Regions from separate parts of the Anas platyrhynchos genome. Here region 1 is linked to region 2. A link is a contact called in public Hi-C data. All regions are on one chromosome and are shown on one strand. The core of a region is the stretch at or near the end of the contact, and the rest is flanking DNA. Distances in the headings are between cores, read along the strand shown.

Region 1 (5,545 bases), core at 415-2,914, 80 kb after region 2:
TCTATTTATAACTAGTACTAACCTTGTTCACTGGTAAATAAGTAACGTAGTTAGTTAGCTGGCTCTTCATGAAGTATTGTTTAGATTCACCTAATACACAAGGCTAAGTATTTACAACTTCTTTTACAGGGTGACCTAAAAACTTATATTTGCAACGAGCAGGACCACATTAAAGGAGATTCACAAATAATGCTGCTACAGAGAATGGCATGTGAGATTGCTGCTGGACTTGCTGTAATGCATAAGCATAATTTTGTGCATAGGTACGTTTTCCAGATAAGTTACTCTTTGTTACGGTGCACTCCAAAAATCATGTAGGTGTTTTCATTCAAATCGGCACATTTTAAAGACACTAGTTTAATAGACTTTCATCTAATTTACATATCCTATGTCAGGAAGGTGTGATGTTTTTGAAGATGCTAATTTAACTGCAGTGATAAGGTCTTACAGTCTTTGTGCAACTGTAAGCTGATCACCTTCTTTTTAGGTGATCTGCAGACTGCAGAACACAGCCTACTGCTAGGCCAATCCAGAAGATGTAGTTGTTTGATTAATTCTTGCACAAATTAAGTTTGTTTTGTTGGGGGTATGTGTGTTAGGGGTTGGGGGGATAAAACTAAAATGTTGTTAGAATCAATCTTTTGGACTGTATTTTTGTAGATTATAACAATTTAGAATTTTTGTAATCCATTACCTTTGTTACTAAAAATGGAAAAAAAAAGTTGCTACTCTTTTAATATGTTAAGGGAGAAGCTGACTTAAATTGAAAAATCTGACTGAAGTAGGTGATCTCTTGCTAAAGCACTGTTTATCTTCAGTGTCTCTTAATCTAAAGTAATGGAGCTAGTCAGATCAAAATGGGAGAACAATTTCATTTTAGTGGTGGGGGAAGGCCTGGATTTCTTTATTTTATTAAAAGATGATGCAGTTACTACTGAAAAAATGGCAGTAGTTTTAACAGGTAAGAAAAATGCAGTCATGAAGCTCAGTGCTCTGAACTATGACAAAAAATTTTTTTTTGCTTTAATTGTAAAGTTGTTAAGGAGCTGGAGACATCAAGCTTAGACTTGTAATGTTATATTAGAGTACTTGCTCTCCAGACATGGCTTACCTGATGAAACCTGATATATCTCAGGATAGTTTATTCTGTGTGGGTATTGGGTCAGCCTGTTCTTTGCTGTAGAAACAGCACTTGTATCATCCCTTTCAGCATGTCAGGAATTTGCTGGTCAATGCATTGTACTACTTTGAGAAAGCGGAGACCTTGTGTTCAGGGAGAAGCTGAACTATTAAACTTCAGTCTTAAAAAGTGCATGTGTAAAACAACAAAACCCTAAGAAATCCCCCAATCCTAGACTCAGCTGGTGCCAGATAAGCAGAGCTTTTAACCTGTTTAACAATTTCAAGTTACTTGAAGGTAGTACCAGTTGTACCTTCTAAACTGAGTGATCACTGTTTCTTGTATTGCAGCAGCGTGGCTTTGTAGGTATTAAATTTAACAGTGTGTTTTCAGTGAAGTACAGTTAAAACTTGATAAATAGTTATTCTTTGGATCTCCAAAATTATCACTGTAAATGTTTACTTCTAGCAGCACTATCCTGATGCTGTCAGAGTAAGTGGTAAAACTCCAGCATCAGTGATTTTGTTGTTAGTGGTAAATTCTAGCAGCTAAACTTTATCTTCTCTTCTGGGATATTTATTTAAATAGTATGATACAAGTTGGAAAGCTTTGGAGCGTACTTGAAGGTTACAAATGTTTCTGACCCATGAGGTTCAACGGTTCTCAAAGTGGAAAAAAAACTTACTCTTTTGAAGTAGGGAAATTGTATGGTTTTCAGACCATCTACACTTCAGAGACTACTTTTTTTAAATCTACACAGAAGCAATGGTAGAATTCTTCCAGTGCACTTAATTGCCTAGTACCCTTCTGTGGAACTGAGAAGCAAAATATTTGAGCAATTAGCATGTGGAACTCTTTGCTGTCATGGCTATAGTTTCGTAGTAAGCATGCAGTTTCATTAAACTTGCATAGATTTCTGAGTTTGCACGATGGGATTTCTACAAAAGATTCTTGCTATTATTACAGCAACAGTGCTGGCTATGAGCACTTGTCTGGTTTATAGTGGAAACTGGAAATGTATATTCAAGAGCTTTTTTGTTCCTTTATTAAAGGAACTTTTATGAAACATGATTTCTTCTTATGGTCTTTCTCAAAGACTATGTATAGTTCTAGTTCAAATGTAACATGTGACTGTTATTTAGAGGAACTTATGTGTGTTTAATATATTACTGGTTGCTTAGTATGAGTGAAGAGTGACAGAACTACGGTGTCTGCAGTCTCCTAGTGAAATTGGGAATCAATTGTTGCTTTATATATATTCTTAAAACTTGATGAAAATACAAGCAACAGAAGAACTATCTGCACGTTTAGTTTGAATCAAAATTGTGCTTTTGAAATGAATCTCCCTACTGTTGCCAGTTACTGTGCCTGGGCTTGTATTGAGTTGATCTTCTGGAGTGCATGGACTGGTTTAACTATATCCAAAGAGAATCGGAGAGGTAGCTTCAGGTGCATGCTTAACTTGCTCCAGCTTTTACGAGCCTTTTGGTCTATGGGACCAGGCTACAGCTCATCTGAATAAAATTACCGAAGTGTATATAGTGTGGATATTGAATCCTTAGCACTAGTTATTTCATATTACTAATCTGCACCTGTCACTTGGCTACCGTAACCTGTAAATGTGTGTATTTTTGATTATTTTTGTAAAATTTTGTGGCTTTTTAAATTTGATACTTCAAGCTGTGGTCTGACTCTTCTGAGTAGTGTTACTTCTTTTAACCCATTTGTCTTATTTTTAATTGAAGACTTCTTGGTTTGTTCTTACTATTTATTTGTTTGCCATTGCAGTGACTTGGCCTTACGAAATTGCTTTCTTACATCTGATTTAAATATCAAAGTAGGAGATTATGGTATAGGATTCAGTAGATATAAGGTAAGTTAATTGGTAATGTACATTAAATTTAATGTACGTTAAATTTTTTTTGAAGGATTTGAAAGCCTGAGATTATAACAAGCATATTATAAGGTCGTGAACTGATCCCACATAGTCCTTTTTATCTTTCTGAATAGTGAACTTCTCAGAGTAACTGGCAAAGAACTGTAGCAAGGTCATGTAATGGAATAAACGATCTTTCCAGAAATGGAGTTCTTGCTTATAGAAGTTTCTGGTTAAATTTATGTTGTATGTCATGTTGTGCAGTAGCCCTAAAATAATGATTTTGACAGGTGCTATGCCAAAAAATTTGAATGTTCTAAGAAAGGAAAAATGCTATCAAATTGCTTAATGAAAATGTTCGAAATACTTACATATACCAAGAAAGTGAAAAATGCGAAGTGTTCAACGTTTTGAGTACCAAACATTAAACAAAAATTGATACTCAATTTTATTGTATACAAGAAATGGATTTCTTGAATGCCTATTTTCTCTAGCTTTATTCTCTTTTACTTTGGTAAAATGAGATTACTTTTTTAGTTCTCATTTTACACGTAGTGATCACATAAAAACAGATTAGGGAAAAAAAGATAGTCAGCTTCTGGAAGTTGTCCCGATGTTTGTTCAGTCTTTCTGTTTTTTTTTTGTCGATAATATAGGAAGATTATATTGAGACAGATGAGAAGAAACTCGTTCCTCTCCGATGGACTGCACCTGAGTTAATAACAAGTTTTCAAGACAGACTGTTATCAGCAGAGCAAAATAAATACAGTAACATATGGTATGTAGTAAATAATAGTTTGAGAGAGATTTTGGAATACATTTTCAAATGTTACATAAAGGAGTAAATATTTATGATTGGCCTGACGCAGTGCTTTTTTTTATTTTATCAGATGTACAGTAGGTTAATCTCTACAAATCTGACACTGTATCTTGCTTTGGAAAGTTGCCTAAAATTTGTTGCGAGAACAATTAGATTAAGAGAAATGTATAGCAGAAGAATAGATGTTTATACTAATAAAATATTTACTTAATTTGCCAAATTCCTTCAAATGTTTATAAAGGAAGGTATTTTTTTCATTAGTAGCTGTGGATGATGTAACAGAAAATCTTGAGGTAGATGCTACTAGAATCCCATTAAGGTTAGTCTCTGTTACCACAGAGCTTATAGAGAGAGACTAGAGAAAATCCTGAACATTTTTTGAAGTTGCCAAGTTCCACTTCAGTTCTCAAGTCCAGGAAAATTTGGATAATGGAAATCGAGGCTTAGGTTACCATTTCTGAAAACATTGTAGCTAAATTCCTGCTTTTATATTTTAAAGGTATTGAATGATAAACTAGATTTTATTTGCTAATGTAAAACAAGATTCTCAGAAAGTGAGATAGATATAAATGATTTCAATACTTTTTTCCTTGTATCCTTCAAGCAGAGTTCCTCAAATCATACTGTTTATCTAAACTACCAGCAGCCAGAGTCTTAAGCATTCCAAATTGAACCTCAGTGCCTTTTATACAAAGCTGCTTTGACTAGGTTTGGACTGGATGATTCCAGAGACCCCTTCTGATCTAAATTATTCTATGGTAGTAGAATTTACTGTGTATTTTAGGCAAGAAAAGGTTGCCCAAAGATCTGGATCAGCTCTAAGCACTGAAAATGTGATTAATGTTGCATGTCATCTGCATACAGCACTGAGCGAAAACAAGGCTTCTGAGTAGTTCAGATACCAATTTAAAGAAGTCCCAAACAGTTGCGTTTTCGAGTGGTTTGACTCAAAGTGCGGTTTTGTCCAACAGTAGTAGTCTTCAGTGAAGCCATAGTTTTTTTTGCTCTTGTTCCTCTGTTTTAAATAGGCATTTCCTACTTTTCTTTAATATGCAGGAGTTTCTTCCATAAATAAGTCACTTGAGTCCTCGTTTTGTTATCTTTGTTGGAACTGGCCTTCAAAGAACTTTGTTTTTGAGGCTTTTAACATTCTGTGAAGCACACTTGAAATGGGTTAACCAATTCTGAAATTATTATGGAGCCATGAGATATTTGGTGGTTCTTGCCTGTTCTTGCATGATCCTTATTTTCTTGAGAGCAACTTAGTTCTTAGAACGTACAGTCACTTTGCTGGTCTTTTTTAGGTCCCTGGGTGTAACGTTGTGGGAGCTGTTTGAGAATGCTGCTCAGCCTTACTCAGAATTCTCTGACAGGGAAGTCCTAACCCATGTCATCAAGGAGAAGCAGATTAAACTTTTTAAGCCACATCTGGAGCAGCCGTACTCTGATAGATGGTAAACTTTATTTTTTTAAATTATTTTTAAAGTTTCTGAGTATGTTTTTCATATTACCCATTTCTCTTAAAAGTATATTGAAATTAAATGTTCCTGGCAAAGGCACCCTATGGAAAATGAAGAGTTGCTATAGATGGAAATTCCTGCCAGTAATACTGCTGTTGCTTTTTAGTATTTAGGTACCTGATTTGTTTATAAAATCCTTTTCCTTGTGGAACCTATTGAAAGGTGTTTCTTACTTCTATAGGTATGAAGTTCTGCAGTTCTGCTGGCTA
Region 2 (5,910 bases), core at 3,194-5,693:
CCTCCTAGTTATGTCTGAGCCCCTAGTCTTGGCCTAAGAACTGAGGGTTTTGAGGACTTCAAGCTTAATACAGAAAGTCTATTGTAGAGAGAACTCCCACTGAGTTCAATCAGATCTATATATGAGGCTCAGATAAGATTAAGATCTTTGAGAGATTAACACTTTCTGTTTAAGAATTCATATGTTTCCATTTATTGTTCAAAAAAACCAGACAAGCTGCAGTAAGTAATTATTTTTATTGGATATTTTTTAAGTGTCTGGTAGAGTTTAGAACATGGTAAATGGTCCACACAATGAAAAAAAAAATCATGAATCAGTGTTTCATTATATTATTAAGTCAGTGAACAAATAACAGACACTGTCAAGATAAATACATAAGGGACTGCTGATTTTCAAGGTTTCGGAGTTTTTCTTGCAGGTTCATCCCAATTCTATCCTGTTTGGTCTTTTTGAACCTCTAAGATTGCACCATTTCCTGGAATTCTGTGAAAAATAAGGCAATAAAATAAAATATTAAAAAATAAAATAAAAGGATTAGGAGGAAAAGATTAATGGCTTATCAAGAGATTTAGAATCGAAATAGACAGAAAGCAATTACCTGATAAATGATCAGAATGGAAGAAACTTGCATGCAAGAGAGACATTGCCTAAATTTCCTGTTTAGGCAGACAAATTTAATTAATCAAACAACAGATTGGAAAGGCAGTGATTTTCTGACATTTATAAGGAATAATAAGTGCCCAGGGTAGTTCTAGCCCTCTCTGCCTAATAGTTATTTTTGGCAAATTTAATGGAATGGCCAATGTAGGGTCAGAATAAACAGACCTCAGGCAGGATTAAACATGAATCCTTGTGTCTTACTAGCTGTTTGTAGTGCTTCAGCAGTTGAGAACTATTGATTTAGATGAGAGGATAAAGCTAAAAATGTGTGAAGCTTCATGTGGTATTGTGGTGTTCAACAAGATACCAGCATTAGAAAGTTTTTTTTAAATGTCTTCTGTGAGTTAAGAGCATCTGATCAATCGTGTCCCAGAAAGACTCTATTAAACATATAGATCGCTTCATAAATCATGTGTGGTTGTTCTGGCATGTTTCCTAAGGAACTGGATTTAATTCCTTCCAAAGAAGGAACAGAAGAGTCCTGTGCCCCTGGCGCAGTGAGTTGGGCAATCCGCACGGCAGCACATTCCCTGCGTGCCCTTCCCTAAATGCCTTTCACGCATGCTGGGCAGCTTGCTTCTCGCGTGGGACAAGCTGCCGTTGGCTCCAAGCCTTTTTAGTGAGCATGTGCTTCCTATCCAAAATGAGACCCAGAAGGACAGTGTTAGGAGATGGTGAGGTTTTTGTGCTGAGCAGCCATTAAACCACAGCAGTGTTTCCAGGGGGTGGGTGCAATCTGCTGCTTCCTAAAACAGCCGCTCCTTATCTGATGCGTAGCCTGGCACTGGAGGTAAATAACCTCCATCTGCACGCACAGCCTTCTGTGGTATCTCGTGTCGGGGCGGTGACACTCGATCATGCTGTTCTCCTTATTATGCAAAAATAATAGTCAACTGCATGCTGCTAGCTCCTGCACATTTAGAGTGATTTCACTGAAACTAGTAGAATTCCTTTAGGGAGATACTGCTGTACATGAGCCTTTGTACGTGCTGGTGATTCTGCTCTGCAGGGCTGGCTCTTTTGTCCTCGTTTCACATGCGTGTAGCACGAGTGAACTGGTGATGCTTTACATCAGAGTAGGTGGGAGGAGAAAAAGGGAGCTGTTCCTTGCAAAGCAACTGGAAATCTATCAGTGGCGGTGAGGAAGCTGGGTAGGGTTTTTTTCTTTTCTTTTTGACTTACTCATGCATGAGGAGTTGAAGAGATGAAGCTGTAAGGTCAGGGACCAGTTCTGCACTCACACAGGTCAGTACTGAGAGGGTTTCAGCAAATTAACTGGAGGTACATTAACGTGCCGTCAATATAAAAGAATCACGCATCACTTACAACACACCTTGAGGATCTTAGTTATATATGGAAATAAATACCTTCAGCCCCAATTTTACCATCCCCATCGTGGTCTGCAGCTGCCAAGAAAGTCTTGGTTTCTGAGGCAGTTAACACTCGGGCTCCACATTCAAACCTCTGAAGGAAATACCTAGGTGGGAAGCACCTTTGATTATGATTTTTCAGGGCATACAATTTTTTGTTGGCTGTATCATCACACTGATAGCTATCTGTAAATAGATTATCTACTACAAACACTGGAGGGTAAATTTTCTTCATGTACAGTTTTGCTTTGTAAGTCCAGCCCAGATACATTGAATTCTGCCCACTACCAAAATCCAGCCCCAGGGAGGTGTTGGTTTTTTTTTCTGTACTACGCAGTAATGACAGGTATTTACTAATTTGTCTTTGACTGTCAGGATTGTCTGCTCAAATGCACCATCCACAATCTGGTGAAGGGTTTATCAATATTAAGTATAACCTGAGGCACCCCTTTATGGAACAGTTCTGGAAAGAAAAAAGTGGTAATTTGTGGATAGGCTCTTACTAGGCAAAGTAACCCAGAAAATCCTTACTTGAGCTCATCTTCCTCGATAAAGCCACTTTGGTCATTGTCAAGAATCCGGAAGATCTCCTTGAGCTGGCTGCTGGTCTTTTTAGACATCCCACTGATCTGAAAGAATTTTTTGGGACTAAAGGAATCTGGAGCTGAAAATAAATTAATAAATAAATTAACCCCAGACCACTATGTTTACTGCTCCTAAATGGTCTGAGGATGCAGCTTTGTTACATTTTAATTGTTCTAAACATGAACAGTAGGTGAAGGCTGACAAAGAATACATTTTGCTATACTGCACAATGCCCAGGTAAACATCAAGAAATCAGGGCGATAGGTTACAAACAATCTCAAACCACCCACAAATTGAAATCTCATGAACAAATGCACTGTGACAGCTGCTACGGAAAGAGACAACAGAAGTCTGTTGAGTATGTGCTTGTTCAGTATGCTTTTGGGACTGAATTAGACTTGCCATGTGTTACAGAAAATAATAGATTTTTAGAGTTTTAATTGTTTTCTCACCTTGGCAGTCCCGCAGAGCAGCAGCAATGTCAGAAGGGCTTAGAATGTCTGTGAGGCTCATGTTAAACCTGTTCAAAATAATATATTGCAAACAGATTTATGAAATGCAACTGCATCTTACAACAAATTGTTTTTTCTATGTTTTGAGGAATACTGGTTAATGATTTCTAAAGTTAGATGAACCTATTTGATCAGACTGAAATTGCTGCTGTTCCTAAGCAAATTAGAAGATCTAGTACGCTACTTCTGTAAAAATAGTACTGCTGAAATAATACTTCTAAATGAGATGGAACGCGTAAACAGTATTGTGAGTTGATGTACAATTTTAAAATCTTTTTTAAGCTATTACCTGCATCCTGGTTAAGTACATCATATTAAACTCAATATTGCCATCAATCTATCAATGACTCTTACTGAAATACATGGCAGTTGGCAATACAAATAACAGTATAGACAGTGGGGGAAAAAATAAAGTCAAGAATGTTTGCTTCTGTTTTCTCCCCCACCAGCTCTGAAGAATAAAAAGAAAACATACTTATCTACAGATGGTCCATCCACATGTAATTCCAGCAATCAAAATCTTAGAGCAATGGGTATTGTACTTACTACTGGTGCAGCTCTACACAGTAACATCATTTAACCAATCTCAAGTCAGCTGCTCACCTTTGTAGTTTGCTCAGCTAGGTAAAGGAAATAGAGCTGAGGAGATACCAGGCAAAATAGTATTGTTGGCTCTGGCTTGCCACTCCGACTTATAAAGGATTCAAAAGGTGACAATAACCACTACTTAGGTTACTGTTTCATGGATCAAATGTTAGATTTGAGACCTAGCTCAAATTTCTTCCTTAACTAATTAAACTTTTCTTTCTATTTATATCCTAAGATAATATGGACAAGAAGTGCAATGTTTTTAATAAATCCACTTGGGATTAATTAAGTGTGACTCTGCCATCAAAATATAGCCTTTCCAACTCCAAGTGTGCTAAAGATTTTCAGTTAACCTCTGGACGCTCCAGTTGCTTGCTGGAAGTTGACTCCAGCAGTCAAAACCTTATGAAATAGAACTAGGTTGGTTTCCTGAAGTCAGTCTGTCCTTTGGAGCACATAAAAGAAGTTGGAGATGAAAGATTTGAGGTGACAGTTCATCCTGACAAAGATAACTTGTCACTGGGGTGGAGGGAAGTGGGGCATAATTTAGGGGAATCTTTCTACAGTAGGCTTCATTTCATGTGTCCTGTTTTCTAAATTACAGAGCTGTCCCTAGTCAGGGCTAGAACAGAAACCAGTGCATTCCTTGATGGCACAACCAAGTAACTAAGCAAAGATGAATAAACTAATGTTCTTAATCTGTATCCTTGGAAGATTATGTATAATCAGTTGTTCTTAATAATTTATTTCAATTATTTTAAATTATACAAAATCAATAATAGATTTACTTTAAATCATAGGAATCAGACTTTGCTATTGTGGTGCTTTATGGAATGTGGTGCTTTTACTCATTTATTTAATGTCAGTGAGAGAAGTCAGGCATAGCATCTGTTTATGTGAAGCTGGATAGAGAAATATAAATCACAAATAACATGAGAAAGCAAACATCAGTTAATTACAGTTTTACCGTTTTTTGATATCTCTTTTGTACAAAAAAAAAAAAGAGGTATAAATCACAAATAATCAGACATAATGATAAAGCATCCCAAATACCAGCTGCATAGAAGAATGCTTTCTTCTATTTCTTTCAGTATGAAAACTGTTTATAGTGACCTGGAAGGACTCCTTCCTATTAGATATAAGAGGCTGAAGCCAATTAGAATTGTCTGAAGAAAACCAATTGAACAATGCTAATTTGTGTATATTGAAGATCTGATCTCAGGTCTCTTAATGTTCTTTCCATTTAATGTTCTTTCTTTAATGTTTCCATTTAATGTTCTTTCCTCTTTGCTTAGTACGGTGTGTTCATATTGCTTCCTACCTAAGATTTGCATGCTGTTATAATCTGCAGTAGGAATGAAGTGCATACCTGCTTTCTGCAGAACTACTTGGAAATAATTCCCATCCTTCTATGTACATTTTTACACTCCATTGTGAATTTTCTCCTTTATGTCCATCTCATGTTAATAAGAGATTTCACAAGTCTTCATAATGCTTCCCTTTGACGTATTTTATAACCAAAATGTTTTTACAGGAAATGATGTTTTGCCCTCTGTAATAATGGTATTGATTCTACTGAGAACAGAATTTCACTGCTGGACTTTATAGTAGCCTTCCTTTATTTTTACTTGCTCCTACACGCTGCTTGCTGAGCTTCTAGCTGTGTGTAAATCTTTGATTTGTCATACTTCACCAATTATTAAAAGCCAGTGTTATAGAGGAAAATGAGATGAAGGTGAGTAAATAATACTCAAGTTCAAAATATGTCTGCAACTTATTCAGGCATTGTATTAAAGTGTAAGCAGCAAATGCTCAAAGAATGGCCTTGGGTTAGCTTATACTCTGTGTTGTGGCATACAGGGTTCTGAAATGTTTTTACATGTGGCATAGAGTATTCAACAACAGTAAAGTAATCAGAATGATCGTTGTATTAAAATATGATGTCAGATAGAAGTGAGCTAATTGCTACAACAGGGTCATTATTATTGCTTATTCTGGGATATTGTAACGTTTGAAATTCAATGCTGACAATGGAAGCAATGCTAATCCTGCCTGAAAGATGATTTACAAAAGCCTAAAACAGCTGAATTTCAGAATCAAGTTGATGTCACTGTATATTGATACAGGTGAGAATCTAGAGTTACTGGTATTTATTTATTCATTAATGAGACTGCATCTGAAGTACAGGTTTCCCT

What was found. Hi-C and Micro-C count contacts between places; a contact is called where the count stands out from the background.
Region 1: a contact with region 2 is called in a Hi-C map of liver, with 2.3 times the contacts expected there. The contact joins the enhancer-like site here to the promoter of LOC101803770 in region 2. A contact is called at or near these places in 3 of 8 Hi-C or Micro-C datasets (liver, skeletal muscle and subcutaneous adipose tissue).

Annotation. Positions count from the first base shown.
Region 1 is chr15:12,787,842-12,793,386 of IASCAAS_PekinDuck_T2T, forward strand. It overlaps LMTK2 (lemur tyrosine kinase 2), which reads left to right. Exons shown (of 15, transcript XR_011803508.1): 7 at 130-263; 8 at 2,909-2,993; 9 at 3,653-3,774; 10 at 5,121-5,270; 11 at 5,518-5,545. Among named protein-coding and RNA genes, the nearest start is that of BHLHA15, 15 kb to the right of the region's middle. Within about 2 kb of position 1,665, at least 1 of the 8 cell types and tissues checked has an H3K27ac peak or open chromatin away from gene starts, as enhancers often do.
Region 2 is chr15:12,705,072-12,710,981 of IASCAAS_PekinDuck_T2T, forward strand. LOC101803770 (parvalbumin, thymic CPV3) reads right to left here and starts at 4,444. Exons shown (of 4, transcript XM_072023791.1): 1 at 3,068-4,444; 2 at 2,562-2,694; 3 at 2,028-2,137; 4 at 235-483. The coding sequence starts at 3,128. The coding sequence ends at 458. The region is part of intron 3 of LOC113845268 (a long non-coding RNA gene); the gene reads left to right.